2 separate regions of the Hordeum vulgare genome follow, and region 1 is linked to region 2. The links are chromatin contacts, called in public Hi-C maps. All regions are on one chromosome and are shown on one strand. The core of a region is the stretch at or near the end of the contact, and the rest is flanking DNA. Distances in the headings are between cores, read along the strand shown.

The links. A called contact is a pair of places that touch in the nucleus more often than the background predicts.
Region 1: a contact with region 2 is called in a Hi-C map of seedling, with 6 times the contacts expected there. The contact joins the promoter of LOC123444485 here to the promoter of LOC123444483 in region 2. A contact is called at or near these places in 3 of 6 Hi-C or Micro-C datasets (leaf and seedling) and 1 of 1 datasets of contacts at active chromatin or transcription factors (embryo).

What each region holds. Positions count from the first base shown.
Region 1 is chr3H:499,142,803-499,145,502 of MorexV3_pseudomolecules_assembly, forward strand. It overlaps LOC123444485 (glutathione S-transferase 1-like), which reads right to left and starts at 1,357. Exons shown (of 3, transcript XM_045121207.1): 1 at 952-1,357. The coding sequence starts at 1,101.
Region 2 is chr3H:499,002,441-499,005,140 of MorexV3_pseudomolecules_assembly, forward strand. It overlaps LOC123444483 (LRR receptor kinase SERK2), which reads right to left and starts at 1,432. Exons shown (of 13, transcript XM_045121206.1): 1 at 847-1,432.

The DNA.
Region 1 (2,700 bases), core at 107-2,606, 140 kb after region 2:
AAGGAACAAGTCAAAGAATAGGGATGACTAACCTATAAGACCTACAAAATAAAATCTCTAATCGAACTAGCAGATGATTAAAGGGCAATCTAGATCAAGTTTTTACATTTTACCCAAATCATTTTGTTTTTAGTACAAGGTTTAGGGGGGAGATCTATTGGCAAAAAGTGACACAATTGTAATATAACTGGGTGGTTGGTGGCGTTGTCGGTGCTTGGGTGCAGGAAGGGCGTGGGATTTGCTGACTGTATTCCTCCTTGAGCTTGCAATTTGTTCCAAAATTAACTTGTCAAAGCACCAATGAACAAGCAAACTAAATGGCACATCCAGATCAAGTTTCCATAATGAATCAAAAATATTTACATTTACAAGGTTTAAGAGAAGATGTAAATAACACACTTGGCATACCAGTGGCGTGGGTCGTCGGAGCAGGAACGTGGATGTGGTGAAAATATAAATTTCCTACAGTGTAAGTTGGCGAAATTCAAGTGACTAAAAGATTGGGGAGCAGCGGAGCCGGAGGTGTTAGTTAATCTAGTCCACCACGCGGTCCACGCCCAAATGGTTCGCCAATCTGAGACCAGCTGCGGAAAAACTCGCCCTGTATCGTCCTCATCGAAGTACAATCTGAACCTAGGATCTGCTCCAACATCGACCTGTAAACGCCCCATCGGACCATGGTCTCAATCGTGATACCAGTACTGCTAGATTATACGAGAGCGACAGCGACATCTCTCCGGCCCCCGCTAAAATAAACAGTGATGGAGACATGGAAGCGACCCCCCACGGCGGGAGTCGGCTGACTTTTTGCTCCGCCGATGGCAGCGACGGACCGAACGAATCGACGTCATCATCTCGTGAGATTAGAGGCAAGCAGACGGCGCAGGGCCGCCGAACTATCGACACGGATGGTAAATTCAAGAGGGGGGGAGGGCATGGTAGGGCACGTACGTTCCTGGCGAGGTGGTCGGGGCTCTTGTGCTCGCCGGTGCTGAAGTTGATGGGGACGAGCTCGTACTCGACGCCGGCCTCCTCCAGCGCCGCCACGCACCTGGTGACGTTCCACGACAGGGTCGCGCCGTACAGCTTCACCGGAGCCATCTCGTCTCTTCTCACTCCGCAACGCCCTCGAACCTTTTTTTTTCTATCTCTTCTTCTCGGATGGGATGGGATGGGACGGGACGGGATGGGGAAATGACCGCGCTCGGGGTCTCGGCTAAATAGGCAATGGAGCCTCACTGCTGCTCCCTTCCGATGGAGCAGGTGGAGTGGGAGAGGGAGCGGGTAGGTGAGGTGTGGTGGAGGGTGCGGCTGGTCAATGGGCCCCGCGCTTCTAGGGGCTTCCGTTTCTTCAACCATTTCGAGTAGTACTACTACTCGTCCTTGTTTTTGCACGAGCTTTTTCTAGTGCTCCACTCTATTCTGTTTTTCTGATATACTCCTATATAGATATTCTTTTCGGATTGGCGACCGACGCAAGTGATCACGGTGGGTAGTGCGCCAGCGGCGCATCGAGATCCGCGCATTTCCTTTCTCCAGCACTTTTAGTTTTGATGATTGATTGACTTTAGCTTCTTCGGATGAAGCTTCGTTACTGTAGCAATTAGGCCTCTAGTACTCGCAATGCAGTACTCCGCTTCCAAGGGGCTGAAATTTAAATTTATTTCGAACAATCTCTGCTTCGTTTACTTCCTTGTTTTTACATATGTTTATTTTCTAGATGCGCGTTCTTTTTTCTTTTTTGGACACGTACAATCATTTTTTTTCCTTTGAGAGGCGCGTTCAAACGAAGATGATCACATACAATTATGAAAATACACACGCACGCCTATCTTTATAAGCTTCTTCGAGGTATTAGAGCGTCTCCAACAGCCGCGCTAAAACAACGCCGCGCTGTAAAATTAACTTTTTTAGCGCGCGCAAAATAGCAAAATGGGCTTCAGCGGACGAGCGATAAACGCGTGCACGACATATAGAGTACAACGTGCTGTCCGAATCGCCATCGCGCGCCGTGTATTTGGTGCGTCCACTACCGTGCGCCGCACACTCGAGCGCTCGCGCTGCACTCTCTCCACCATGCCACCTTCGCCCCACCCCGCGCCGCCGCCGGCGAACTGACCCGATGGACGCCCTCGCCGGCACCCCCTCACCCCTTCCTACACCCGCGACCCCTCCGCGGCCGTCGCCGCCGCCGCAAACCCTAGCGCGGGGAGCTTTGGCTTCGCCTTCGCAGGTGCTCCTCCAAGCACCGGCGTCGCGCGCGGCCTTTTCATGACGCCACGGATGACCTCGGTGGCGGGTGGCCTCGCGCCGGCGCCCATCGTGAAGCCACGTGCCCCCCTCTCGAAGCGCCCAAATGCGGCGCGACCGAAGAAGGGCAAGGTTTCCGCGAAGAAGAACAAGGCAACGGACGGCTCCGGCTCCTCCAAGTCGTAACTTGCAGGGCGAGCGACGGCCGCGGCGGCTACCGAAGCACCGATGAGCTCACTTGTTGAGCCGGCGGCCGACGCGCACAATGTGTTTGAGGAAATGCCCCAAAGGTAAAAATAATCGCCAACTTTTTCTTGTTGTTATTTTTTGAATGCATACATATAGATAGTGTTGGGGACCGTCGCATGGGAAACAAAAAATTTCCTACACGCACGAAGACCTATCATGGTGATGTCCATCTACGAGAGGGGATGAGTGATCTACGTACCC
Region 2 (2,700 bases), core at 182-2,681:
GAAAATGGGGCAGCAAATCAAATCATTTGTTAATTGTACGTCTATCATGGCATAACACAAAAGGTGGAACCTGAAGATCAATCAGCTAGCATGCAAAAGGCGAAACAATCACTTTAAACGCCAATAATTTACATCTGACTGTTAGAATCAACAACACAGCGTAACGGTACCACTATATTCCCAATCATAAACAAGATTTGGGACATCTATCATGCCAACAATACACTAGTACTAATATGTTACCCAATTTCGGCCAGTATAACCAAGACAAAGCTCCTGCTCTCTCAAATTGCATGTTGCTGCTAAGCTTTGATTTCAGGTCAAGACGGTGCAGATAAGGCTGGTCATAGTGGGAGTAACTTAACTAGTAACATAGCGCATTTCAAGAAAACTTTGCTTATGTGGCATGTAGTTAATGAGGAGAGAGGTGTTTAGAGTAACATAATATGTTACCCTAAGATAACATAAAATGAGTCTATAATCTAATAAATGCCACATATGATACTACTTCTATGTTCCTTTGCACTATGAAGGTAGTTGCTTAGACTAGTGTCATACTATAACATGTTCAAACCAATACATTTGCTCACCTGAAGAAGAAAAATCAAACTACAGTTTGCCAGTAGAAGCATTATCACAAACACTTGATCAAGCAAAATCCTTTCACATGTAAACTTGAGCATGCACCGGAAAAATCATGCAGCAAGTACTCGTCAAGGAATAATCAAAATTATACTATCACAGTACCAAATCTACAGCAAGTGCTCATCCAACACAGAAATAAGGACAAAAAACTGAACAACACAGAGTATGCAAGAGGAAGGGGGGGGGGGGGGGGCTACCTGCCTCTGGACTGGTCGCCGGCGTAGCTCCGGGCGGCGGCGTTGCTAGGCGGGAGCGGCTGGTCCAGGGAGGGAGGTGGGAGCGGCTGCTCGACGGAGGGAGGCGCTGCCGGGCTCCTCTACTGGCGGACGGGCAGCGCAGGCTGGGGGCGCCGCGGCGGAGGCTAGGGACCCTAGCTGTCGCGGTCGGGAGGGAGGCGCTCTCTCGGTTCGGTCGCTTGAAGGAACTAGGCGGCCGTACCCGCCTGCGCAACCGCCGCCGCCGCCAGTGCGCTGGTGGAGACGTGGGTGGTGGACGACCCGAGCGGTTGACTCCCCCAGACGCCGAAATGGACCGCTGCCGCGGCTGGTGAATCCATTTTAGGCAGTAGGCGGGGCGCAACTTGGTTGGGTTGGTGGATTCTCCATTTCCGCCCTCCGATCCCTTGAGATAAGACGGAATTGGTTGGGGTCGCTGGCTCTCGGGCTCGGGCTCGGACGCCGGTGCGCCGCGTGCCTCTCCGTGACTCGCCGCAGATTCTCCCCGCTAGCTAGCTATAGCCCCATGCGCTGTCCCTGCGAGGTCGCTTTCCGGTTAGCTCACGCCTTTCTGCCCGTGTTCTGTTTTCTGTTCAGTTTACTGTGCGGCGATGGCGAGGCAAACGATCGTTTTTGCGGGCCGAGGAGACGTAGTGGGAAAGCGGCAGCGCTATCTTCGGCTTGATGCTTGGCTCGGCTTGGCTCGATGCCCACTTGGAAATGGTGCCCACCTATAGTTTCCAGTGTCACCTATGGCGTCCCGACGGTTCCTACCTGGTTCACGTTTTGCGCGTACCCTCGCTTGGCGTCGGTCCATGGCTCGCCTGTGCTGACACTTCCCCACGAGTAAGATCAACTGTGCCGACCCAAACGAACGGTTTTGTTGTTCGTTTTTTGTTCGTTTGGATCAGCCGCTCCTTTTGTGTCCGTTTTGTTTTAGATTTGAATCGACGGTGCGTTGGACGCACGACCGATTCATTTCATGTCCGTACATAATTTTTTTTTAAAAACACTGATGACCCACAAGTATAGGGGATCAATCGTAGTCCTTTCGATAAGTAAGAGTGTCGAACCCAACGAAGAGAAGAAGAATCTGACAAGTGGTTCTCAGCAAGGTAAAATCTGCACGCACTGAAATTGTCGGTAACAAGTGATTGTGTGGTGAGATGATTCATAGCAAGCAACAAGTAACAAAAGTAACAACGGTGCAGCAAAGTGGCCCAATCCCTTTTCTAGCAAGGGACAAGCCTGAGCAAAGTCTTATAAGAGGAAAAACGCTTCCGAGGACACACGGGAATTTCTGTCATGCTAGTTTCATCATGTTCATATGATTCGCGTTCGTTACTTTGATAGTTTGATATGTGGGTGGACCGGCGCTTCGGTACTGCCCTTATTTGGACAAGCATCCCACTTATGATTAACCCCTCGCGCAAGCATCCGCAACTACGAAAGAAGAATTAAGACAACGTCTAACCATAACATTAAACTAGTGGATCCAAATCAGCCCCTTACGAAGCAACGCATAGACTGGGGTTTAAGCTTCTGTCACTCTAGCAACCCATCATCTACTTACTACTCCCCAATGCCTTCCTCTAGGCCCAAATATGATGAAGTGTTATGAAGTCGACGTTCACATAACACCACTAGAGTAAAAGACAACATAAAACATATCAAAATACCGAACGAATACCAAATTCACATGACTACTATTAGCATGACTCAGCCCATGTCCTCAGGAACAAAAGTAACTACTCACAAAGCATAATCGTAATCATGATCAGAGAGGTAATGAGTAGCATCAAGGATCTGAACATAAACTATTCCACCAACCGTATTGGCA